Linked DNA regions of Zea mays: region 1 is linked to region 2. Evidence: chromatin contacts called from public Hi-C data. All regions are on one chromosome and are shown on one strand. The core of a region is the stretch at or near the end of the contact, and the rest is flanking DNA. Distances in the headings are between cores, read along the strand shown. Region 1 holds the start of LOC100272724. Region 2 holds the start of LOC100273019.

The links. A called contact is a pair of places that touch in the nucleus more often than the background predicts.
Region 1: a Hi-C map of leaf shows a contact between it and region 2, with 6 times the contacts expected there. The contact joins the promoter of LOC100272724 here to the promoter of LOC100273019 in region 2. A contact is called at or near these places in 4 of 25 Hi-C or Micro-C datasets (ear, leaf and tassel).

What each region holds. Positions count from the first base shown.
Region 1 is chr3:152,890,429-152,896,415 of Zm-B73-REFERENCE-NAM-5.0, forward strand. LOC100272724 reads left to right here and starts at 4,305. Exons shown (of 2, transcript NM_001147177.1): 1 at 4,305-4,508; 2 at 5,725-5,987. The coding sequence starts at 5,746.
Region 2 is chr3:152,658,104-152,664,198 of Zm-B73-REFERENCE-NAM-5.0, forward strand. It overlaps LOC100273019, which reads right to left and starts at 4,585. Exons shown (of 3, transcript NM_001329854.1): 1 at 4,525-4,585; 2 at 1,335-1,385; 3 at 1-593. The coding sequence starts at 572.

The sequences.
Region 1 (5,987 bases), core at 3,055-5,554, 230 kb after region 2:
GACTAACATGAACTGGACAGCCTTCCGACATATATTGAAAGTTTGATGAAGAGAATTCATGTTAAGAGCTATAGTCTTGGCCGCACTTATGCAAACACCAAGATGCTAATTTTACCATATTATTCCACATATGGGATTGCATCTTACTATGCTTAGATGCCATTTTGTGAAACACCTGATTCTTATTGTTTTGTCTATAGTGCCGAACTGATAAGATTGTTTCAAGATTTTCGACAAAGATCCCAGCGACTTACCTCCAGTTTTGCGGTTGCAGGTAAATTATGCATTCTCTCAACATGTGACAAGAAAATATATCCTGACCTAACACTTGAATCCTGATTTTTCAGATTCTTGGTTGGTTATCAAGTAGCCCTACTGATATAGAAAGTCATATTAGACATGATTGTATTATTCTAACAGTATACGTTCAGTTAGTTGAGTCTGCATGGCAAGAGGTATGCTTACTTTTTGAATTCACATGTCAAAATATTGTCTTTTGTTTGGTTATTAATGGTCTTTTCTACAACTTTCTGATAATATGAGCCTACTCCTGGATAAGCTTTTGAGTAGCTCCACTGACAACTTTTGGGCATCTGGCTTGGTATTTGTGATGGTTCGGCGCCACTTAGAGTTTATGATCAATGGTGAGCCAATCCCAGGCACTTTGCTGCTCTTATATAGTGATGTTGTTGTGCAAGATTTATTTTGGATACTTTATGTAGGAAATTTGTTAACTATCAAGCTTTGTTGGTCATGTTACTACATGTCAAATTATGTTGGACAGGCCCCTGGCACCCTGTTCTCATCATTACTGCAAGATTTTATCTGTCAGACCTGTTGTTGCACCTTATTCAGGAACAATAAATTTCAGAGTATAAGGTTTTAACCTACTCAGTACTTCCTCAAGGTACTTCGTCATCTTGAATTCTTATTAACTTATTCATGAAGTATATACATGTAAACCTTGATATTCCCTTCGGCTTATCCATTTACATCTAAATACCATCTTCTCATGTTTGCAGGGTAATTTGTTCATTTGAAGGACGCTGTATATTCCAGGAAGACACAGATTATGTAGCAGAGAATGCTGAGTATAAGGATAGGGACATCAAATCCCTTAGTTTGTGTTGTTATGTTCCTGGTCCAAGAGGTAGAGGATTTATAGATGTACATATATTTATACTTATAGAGCTTCTGTTTGAGAGCAGAACGAGATGGAGGAGGTGGACGAGCATTAAGGGCAACATGGCGTCATTAGTAGGAAGCATCTTAAAGAGATGTCTATTATGCTACATGTTAAAGAAGTTGAATCTCCTATTATGCTATCTATTAAAGTTAAAGAGAGGTATATCTCATCGTTGTTACATTACTTAATGTTGATATTTAGGATCTAAAGAAAAAGAGAAAGAACTCCAGGTTATGGAGGTTGAGCTAAACAAAAGAGAATGGATATGCTTTGTATCTACATAGATTGATGGAGTGCACAAATTAATCTTGTATTGATAGAATGATAGTTTTATGAATTGGCATTTGGATCAGTGTGTTTTGCGTGCAGAAGATGTCCAAGGGATGAGGAGCGAGCCATGGTCGCCGCCAGGCATGAGGAGCAAGCCATCCTTGTTGAGTGCAAGGCATGTCTCCACCTCCATGTGGGAAACGAAAGGACCGGGCCAAGCCACCGGAGGGGAGCGCAAGGGCATGCACATGCCCGGACACACTCCCGACCAAGTCACCAAGAGGGTTGTTTCCATATCCTGTTTTTATATTAATTACAGCATGGTTTCCCTAATTTGTTCTCAGATGTGTTGCAAGTTTCATGTTTTGCTGTTTTTGTTGACACATGTGTGCGATTTGGAAAACACGTGTCTTGTCTTGTGCTTCCCTGCATCGAGAACAATGTAATAGATTATTCACTACCGGAATCCAAGGCTTTACCGAGTGTTGAAATCTTTGCCGAGTGCCTTTTGTCGGGCACTCGGCAAAGAAGGCTTTGCCGAGTGCCGCACTCGGTAAAGCTATACTCTCGGCAACGAGGCTCTTTACCGAGCGCTGGACACTCGGCACAGGTCGACACTCGGCAAAGACTAGTTTACCGAGTGCCAAACACTCGGCAAAGGGGGCTCTCGGCAAAGGGCCGTCAGAGGCCGTCCCAAAGCTGACGGCCGTCAGTATTTGCCGAGAGCCAGCGGCTGGCACTCGGCAAAGAGTATTCTTTGCCGAGTGTCACACATCTAGCGCTCGGCAAAGACCTGTTTGCCGAGTGTCGTCCCTAGACACTCGGCAAAGTATATTTTTATTTTTTTGATTTTGTCTCCCAAACTTTTTGTGTTATGTTCCTACACTATGTAGACCTACATGTATCATTTGTGGACAATTATAACAGAGATTCAATCGTTAGTAGATTTAGTTCGTTTATTTGAATTTCTTCGGAAAATTCAAATTTGAACTGCAGGTCACTCGAAACTTGGAAAACCGTGCATGAAAAAATGATATTCATGGTACTTAGCATAAGTTACGACCGATTTCAGAAGCGTACCGGAAACTTCGAGCAACATGCTCACTAAACATGGCCGTGAACTTCGAGCAACATGCTCACATAACACTCGGCAAACAGCACAGACCTGGGCACCGGCTTAGGTTCTTTGCCGAGTGTTATGTCGCTGGCACTCGGCAAAGAGGTCGGCTTTGCCGAGTGTCGCACAGAACACTCGGCAAAGAGCCTGACATGGGGACCCTCTCTGGCGGGCTCTTTGCCGAGTGCGCCAATTGGCACTCGGCAAAGAAGGCGGCTTTGCCGAGTGCTGCCAGGAAGACACTCGGCAAAGCTATCTTCGTTGCCGAGTGTCACCGTCGACACTCGGCAAAGCCGCCGTCTCCGTCACCCGGCGTCGTAACGGTCGCTTTTCTTTGCCGAGTGCTCCCTGGCACTCGGCAAACATCTGTGCCGAGTGCCCGAGAAAAAGTACTCGGCAAAGAAGTCTTTGCCGATGCACTGTTTGCCGAGTCTTCTTTGCCAAGTGTTACACTCGGCAAAGGCTTTGCCGAGTGTTTTTAAGGCTTCGCCGAGTGCTTCAGGCACTCGGCAAAGCTATTGATTCCGGTAGTGACTATATCTTTTTTGTAATGCCTTTTTATCTACATTTTTTATAACATTTATATCTTACAACAAACCGTAGTATGAATTTTGCGATTTTAATATTTAATTTCCATGGCAAAGTACAAGCACATATGTATATAGTTTTTAAGGTATATTAACCTCTTTAATATTTAAGAGACGCTGACAAGAGCATAGAATGACAATTAATCCTTGTGTATCTTTATATATTTTAATATAACATATTGACTTTGTAGCAACACACGAGTATATACCTAGTGTGATTATAATAACACATGGGATATCTATCTCCCACAGGTTTATCTAGGGGCGGGTCCATTGGGGGGCGAGGAACATTTCCCGACAACGGAGCTAAGACCGACTCCAGCAGTTCACCCAAAGTCTACCCATAAACACTGTTTCACATTATTCTGCATTGTAGATTGCACTATTCGCAGAGTGGAGTTTGAATATGGGTATAGGTAAGCTGCTGGAGATAGTCTAAGATGCGAGCGCGAGGTGGGCGGGCGGGCTATGCAGGGAGCGGAGGATGCAGACAGGAGGGCGGGGATGACACACATCGTGTGGCCGAGGGCGGACGAAAGGTCTACAGTACAGTACGTGCTTAATACTCCCTCCATCCACAAATGTTTGTCGCAATGGTATTCGTGCAAGTCAAACTTTCTTAAGTTTGACTATATTTGTAGAATATATTAGCAATATTTATATCTTCGAATAATTTTACTGCAAAAGTAGATTCAAAGATCTATCTAATAATACCAATTATGTACTATACATATTAATTTTTTTCTTATATAAATGTGGTCAAAGTCTTTGACTCCTCGAAAAGTGAGAATGACAAACTTTTGTGGGTAGAGGGAGTTGGTAATAGAGATTATGAAGAAAAAGAAAAAAATAGGTACCTAAAACTTCGATACACGTATCCGACCTGAATATTTGGTTAGTCTTTGCTCCGTGTCTGACTCAAATTCTAAGCTGTACTACGTATCCATCACGAGTTTAAAAATACCCGAATATATTACAAAAATAAATATTTATATTATCAATATCCGATAAACAACTGATATATTTCACCCGTTTTCACCTCTACGATGGAATCCGCCCCATGGGCACGTGATGTAAACATCTGGGCCACAACGGAGGCCATCTAGCCGACGGTGACATGCCGTCCGACGACCCACCAGATCCACGTGATCTGAGAATAGCAAGAGCCAAGTGGCCAAAAACAAACCTCAGCTGAGGCCATCTTCTCCATCTCCAATTGTGCTACTGTAGGAGCTGCTGCATTCGGGGAGAGACACGCGACCAGTTTGCCGGCACCAACACGGCCTGCTGCTCCGCATTTTGATGACTATTTCTGTCTGAAAACTGTCTCTGTCAGTTGTTCATTCAGGTGCGTCAAATCCCTAGATGATTTGGTGACCAGGGATTTATTTGGAGGGGATCCCTAAGAAAGAAAACCCTTCCTATCCAATTTTGAATAGCAACTGGTTTTCTGGATCCGCTCCAAATCCCAAATCGCTAGTCACCAAAACAGCCCGTAATCTATCCGCTACGCTACGCTCCGCTCCGCATATAGGACTCAGACACTCAGTCTTATTATATTCTGAAAACTATCGCTGCTAGTGAGGGTTGGGGACTCCATACTGTCGCTGCTAGTTGGGGTTGGGAGGCTCTTGATGTGGGCATGAACCTCCCCGTAGTTGCAGTTAGTCCATAGCTGGATTTTATGTGGCAGATGGACTTGCTGGTGGCTATGATTATCTCAACGTTTTTATGATTATTTTTTTGCATAAATGTAATAGGGTAATTAGAAGTAAGTACATAGTCACAACTATAAGGTACTGGCTTACTGCTGATATTTTTGTGCTGAGTGGAAGATATGCATAACAATAGTTTCAACTTTCAAGTATGGGAAAAAGTATAGAACCAAATTAAGCAGTGACAATTGAGATGGTCGCATTGGGGTATCATGAATTTGAGTCGAGTCAGTGAATAATCAGCTGTTTAATCTTGCAAGCAAGAATTGTACTACCTCCGTTCTCAAATATTTGTCGTCAGCTAGCTTATTTTTGAACTAAAACGCGACAAATAGTACTGGTTTTATATCCTGGTTCCGATGGACTGTTGGGCTGTGGAGAAGATACCAGAGCCAATTCACTTTATTCTTTCTTCATTTGATGTTGAGTTATGGCAATTAGGATTTTATTTTTGGGCCGAATGGGCATGCTACCAATTAAGATTTTGTGTCTGCTTGGAGCAATATCCCGATCTTGTGAAAGACTAGTATTGTGCAAAATTTCTCAACACCTTGAAAGCATGAGCACTTTGTAGTTGGCCCTTCCCCCCCCCCCCCCCCCCCCCCCCCCCCCCCCCCCCCCCCCTGGTACTTCTTAATGTGAGTTGGAGCTCCACTGTTAGTGACTTGCAATGCGAACGATTTCAATGTTAATGTTCATTGAATTTAATGGTTCCTGGTCTGATGGTGATAACTTGAGTATCATCATCATCTAGTGAAACTTGGTTTCTCTCTTACCTTACATGTACCATAATTTCTCGCTATTATATTTACTTTAAACTGAGAGACAAGATTTTTTGTTCTCATGTAGGCTGCTGCAGCAAGCAACTGGATGATGGCTTCCAGGCAGTCAGGGAACAATGCACAAGAAGCAGCATCACCATTGGCGAGTCCTCCTCACTCCAACATAGCCAGCATCATCCCTTCGCTGCCCCTCGAGACCAGGTGCCCACCGTTCCCTCTCCGCCGGTACGCCAACTTTTGGGTGCCTGAGGTAATATTGAAGGCAGACCTCCCCGGCATTCATTCCTGCTTCAAGCCGAGACCCACCGACGTGTTCGTCGCAAGCTTCCC
Region 2 (6,095 bases), core at 3,335-5,834:
CCACAAGCGGGCGCTGCCTTCCTCGTGAACAGCCAGTAGGAGACCAGCGTGTCCTTGGGTTCCCGGCAGACGTACACGATGCGGCACCCCGAGTGCTCTCCGTCCCCGGTGATGCTGCCGGGCAGCAGGGAGTAGGGGAGGTGCGTGGCCAGCACACGCGGGGACGGGAGCGCCTCGAGCTCATCCTTCTGCTGGTTGAAACCAAGTTCGAGGAACCTGACACAGTCATGAGGGTTGCAATGGCGCAGCGGATGGTCGTCGTCGAACGGCGGATGCGTGGAACGCTTCAGCGTCGCGAAGGCGAGGGCCTTGAGCCAGGTGGTGCCAGACTTGGGGAAGCTTGCGAGGAACACGTCGGTGGGTCTCGGCTCGAAGCAGGAATGAACGCCGGGGACGCCTTCCTTCAATGTTACCTCAGGCAGCCAAAAATTGGCGTACCGTCGGAGAGGGAACGGTGGCCACCTGGTCTCGAGGGGCAGCGAAGGGATGATCCTGGCTATGTTGGCGTTAGGAGTCGTCAATGGTGATGTTTCTTCTTGTGCATTGTTCTCTGACTGCCTGGAAGCCATCATCGTCCAGTTGCTTGCTGCAGCCTGCATGTGGACGAGGATGCACAAAAAGGAGTACATGAGGAAAAAATCAGTTGGAATTATGGTACAGGTAACAACAGAGAAGCCAAGTTTCACTAGCTACATGATGATGGTACTCAAGTTATTACCATCTGATCAGGAATCATTCAATGAACATTACCAATGAAATCGATCGCATATTCGCATTGCAAGTCACTAACAGTGGAGCAAAAAAAAGGCCAACTACAAAGTGCTCAGGCTTTAAAGTTGTTGAGAAATTTTGCACAACACTAGTATTTCTCAAGATCCAGTTATTGCTCCAAAGTAGGCAAGCAGACTCAAGCCAAGGTCAAGCATCAGGTTATTCTGAGCTAGATTTCTTAACCTGTGCGAGCAGTTTGGCATAAGGCATAAAAATCTTACATTAAGCGAGCTACTAATCTGAAGCATTTTCATGTAAGATGAATAGTGCCCGGCTGCAATCTTTTGTTACCCCATGCGACCATGTCACTGCTTAATTTGGTTCTATAGTTTTTCCCATATTTGAAACTACTGTTATACATATCTTCCACTCAGCAGGAAAATCCACAGCAGTGCCATAAAGTTGTGACTATTTACTTATTTCTAATTACCCTACTACATTTATGGAAAAAAACTTAAATCATAAATACAATGAAATAATATAATTCATATGCAGGAAAAATACATAGCAACTAGAAGAAAGTAGGCCGGACCGATCCTTGCCGGAGATGTTATTTGGCGCACCTGAAAGAGTCCCCAACCCCAACTAACAGCGACAGTTTTCAGTCCCCAACCCTGACTAGCAGTCAGAAAAGAGGAGGGGTTATTTGGCGCACCTGAAAGAACAACTAACAGCGACAGTTTTCAGACAGAAATAGTCCTCAACATGCGGAGCGGAGCGGAAGATTGACGGGAAAGGGGAAGTGATTTGGCGCACCGGAAGAAGATGCCGGAGATGTGGCAGCAGGCCGTGTTGGTGCCGGCAAACTGGTCGCGTTTCTCTCCCCGATTGCAGCAGCTCCTACAGTAGCACAGTTGGAGATGGAGAAGATGGATTCCGCGGGCGCGGCGTCGTGTACTCGCGATCGGCGAGACAGGCAGGTCAGGTAATAAGACCGCGTGGATCTGGTGAGGTTGTCGGGTAGATGGCCTCTGCTGTGGCCTAGAGGTTGTCTGGTGATACATGACTACGCCCCCACGCTACCATGACCGTATGATCGTCTCGTCCACCCCACGTTACCATGACCGTATGATCGTCTCGTCCACCCCACGTTCGTATGATCGTCTCTCCCACTCTCCTACCTCTTAGATCTCCATGCTGCCCGCCCTCATCCGCCACGCACCCCCATAATGCCTGTCACGAAGAGCCCCTCCCCCTCACCCCTGCAGACACAGCGGGTCGTCTACGCCTGCCCCGGCCCTAGTGACGCCGACGCCATCCCCATCGTCGAGCGACACTATCCATTGTGGCATCCGTCGTCACGCCGAGGGAGGCGCGTGCCCCTACTGCCCAGGTGGCATCCCTTCCCCTTCTCGTCGACTTCCATTCTCCACCGTGTTCCCTCCTCTAACTCCTCGCTTCCTCCCGTTTGTGGCCCGAGCCAGAGTGACTTGTCGTCGCTGTTGCGCGTCTCGAAGAAGAGAAGTAGGTGGTCGCTGCACCGACCCCATCACGCCACCTGCGCACGGTATGGTGAACGAGTCGTTTCGCGTCCCATAAAGCCACCCACGTCGAAGGATGTCATGATGGTCACATCTTTTACCGCGCCGTCACAGTAACTACCTCATATCTCGCGTCCCATAAAGCCACCCACGTCGAACGATGTCATGACGGTCACATCTTTTACCGCGCCGCCACAGTAACTACCTCATATCGACCAGGTAAAAAAACAAAACTCACCTCCAACTTCTCACGTAGAGCGAGGGGTGGACCGAGCAGGCTTCCGGTGAGCCGCAAGCTAGGTGACCGGCATATAGGTCATTTGCTCGTGCCCATGTTAAAGGTCGTACCTCACATTCTCCTGCGGTAACCGGGCAGACGGGGTGGCCACGGGCCCCTCTTTGGTCGGCGAGACCAACCAAAGGGCCAATAAAGGATCGAATAAGGAAGGACTCAATGAGATGCCCCAAGGGGGTCGAGCCCTCGAGTGGGACCAACCTTACCAAGGCACGAGAGACCTAAGTCACGACTCGACCAAGGCCAACGCTCGGGGCAGGAGATGCATTCACGAATCGCCCGAGGCCAATCTCGGGCAGGAGACGCAGTCACGACTCGCCTGAGGCCAACCCCGGGGGGAACACGCAATCACCACTCGCCCGAGGCCATCCTCGGGCGGGAGACGCGGTCACGGCTCGCCCGAGGCCAACCTCGGACAAGCAGCGCAATTCCGACTCGCCCGATAGCATCTCGGGCGATGCTCCGGAAGGTGGCCAACTCCACTTACCAACTCTTCAAGGCGGCTAACCAACTCAACTGAAAATAGTAGCGAGAAGTTATGGCACAGGTTATTCTGAGCTAGATTTCTTAATCTGTCCGAGCAGTTTGGCATAAGGCATAAAAGTCTTACATGCGAGCTACTAATCTGAATCCATTTTCAAGTAAGATGAATAGAGCCCGGCTGCAATTTTTGTTGCTTACTTGTCAGTTGCCACAACCAAAACCCTAATTGTTAACCTCCTGTAAATATTGCTTTAGCCTCCTGTAAATATTACTTGATGAAGCAGCAGAGCACCTGTCCATTCGGCTAAAACAAATCCTAATTGGCATAACTCAACGTCAAATGAAGAAAGAATAAAGTGAATTGGCAGTACCAAAAAAAAGAATAAAGTAAAAAAATCCTAAATTTGTTCTTTTGCCACTGCTTAATTTGATTCTATTCTATTTCCCATACCTATAGCTATTGTTATACATATCTTCCACCCAACTGAAAAAAAACCAGCCGTACCCTTTAGTTGTGACTATTGTTACTTATTTCTCTACTAGTCTCTACGTTTGGTAGACAATGCATCAGTTTCCTCCGGGCAGCAAAGTTCACGTGAGATGGATACTCAGTGCTGTTTAAATAAACTAGAACTAATAGTTAGAACATATTTGGTTCCTATATTCACCTGACTAAACTTTGGTGGCTAAAGTTTAGTCACTAAAGTACTCTGTTTGGTTTCAGTGACTAAACCTGACTAAAAACATTAATTGACGTGAATAATGACTGCATTACTCTTATTAATTAGTGATGCCTGCTGCACTAAGAAAGAGGAGAGGGCAAATGAGGTAAAAATCCTACTTTAGTCCCTTTTAGTCACTCTCTTGGTGACTAAAGAATTTAAGTTTAGTTACCCCACAATAGTCACCATATTTGCTTCTTTATGGACTAAAAATGATTAAAGTTTAGTCACCGCAAACCAAACCAAACCAAACGGGCCTTAGTTGGCAAAAAATTACTAGTGTAATTAGCTAGCTAACAAATAGCTAGCTAAGGATTAGCTAATTTGCTAAAAGTAGCTAATAGCTAAACTATTAGTTAAATTATTTGAATGTTTTCAACTAATTTTAATAGTTAACTATTAGCTCTAGTTCATTCAAACACCTACATATAGCATCATTCTAAAAGAATGTGATACAAGGATCCATCTTTGTCAACAAGCTATCTGGTGAAGTTTTTCAGATACAACATAACATGTGGACACTAACAGATCCAACTAAGAAAACATTTATGAAAAAAACTTGAACCACAAATACGTTAAAGATGATCCAATTCATATACAGGAAAGATGCCTAGCCACCGGCAAGTGCATCCATCCATGCACATGAAAACCAGTCATGGAATAAACACCAACCCCAACTAGCAGCGACAGTTTTCAGAATATAATAAGGCACAGTCCACACAGTATGCGGAGCGGATAAATCTGATGGGAAAGGGGGAGGGATTTGGCGCACCGGAAAGACGATGCCGGCAGGGCCGTGTTGGTGCTGTGCTGGCAAACTGGCCGCGTTTCCCTTGGCGAATGCAGCAGCTCCTACAGTAGCACAATATAGGAAGAAGGCTTCAGCGGGCGCGGAGTCGTATTCGCGGTTGGCGAGGGAGACAAGACAGGCACGTACGGACGTGAATCTGCTGAGGGCATCGGACGCCATGTCGCCGTTCGGCTAGATGGCCTCCCAAGACAGGCACAATTTTTCTTCTCTTGTTTCTTCATTACCAACAAATAGACTATAAAAGTTATTATATAAATTCATATTCTTGTTTTTAGCATTAAGATTATTAAGATTTATAAAATATAAATCTCAAATTCGCTCTATATATCTTTTTTAAATAATTAATATAAAATTCGAATACATATACGATTCGTATGTTTTCACCCTTTTCGTTGTATTATTTATATCACTTATCACTATCATTTAAAGCACGAGTTTCGTGTGTCCACGCATACATTCGTTTTCTCCCACGTATCGCCTAACAACTATATAAGATGTCTCTTATATCTCTACATGCATGCGTAACCAACCATGCAACCACCACAAGCACTTTCTTCTCCTCGTTGTTGTTGTCATAGAGCATCTCCAAGATTCTTTCTAAATTTCACCCTCTAAATTATCCTTTGAAGAGTTATTTGCATAAAAACGGTTACTATATCTTTCTTATCTCCAACCATTTTTTATATCTTATTTATACTCTAGAGAGTCATTCGTGTTTTCTATCTTTGGCTAGCGAGAAATCCGGAATAGAAGATATCTATATTTGGACAATCATTTAAATAAGCTGTTGAAGGATATTTTTTTACAAAATTTTTTATTCATATTAATTATTGGAGTTGCTCAACCCCAATCCTCATATTTCATCGACTTCGCCCCCAACTTCTCATCTCTTTCCTTGTCTCTGTCTCCCTCACCAAGATTCACCGACACCATCTTAGAGGACTTTTTGCTGCCATGGGCCTCTACAGGCAGTAGGGCAAGAACAACCGACATAGAGGAGGAGGAGGCACCATCGCCAGTGATGAGTGGCTACAGATCCCGAGATTAGTTTTGTATTGGTTGTTGTTAAATAATTTATGAGATATTAAGGTCAATGAGATTATATATATTGCTTGTTTTCATGTAATTATTGTACGCTCAATGCCAGCCCTTGGGGGTCGAACAGTGTCTGTGATCCGGGCCCCAGATCAAAAGGGCCTCATCTCATGTAGTGTACGTATATAATAGTATATACTAGTACATGTTATTATGTTAAGTATATGCACATATATATGGTTTATTTGTTTGGCCTAGTAGCAAATCTGCCATATGTGGTCTTTTGGCTTTTGAGCCTCGCGTAGCCAGTGGCCTTCTAGACTTATGGTCTTCCAAAACAAAGAGTTATGTCTAGTTTAGGAGCAAAGAGTCCAAAGGACTCAAACAAGGATGCTGCCATCGACGGTAATCACGCCAGTATGTTGCTACTACCAAGTGTCGATCTTAATATTAGTTGGCAACTCCGACGTGAGACCACCACTGACGACGAGTAAACG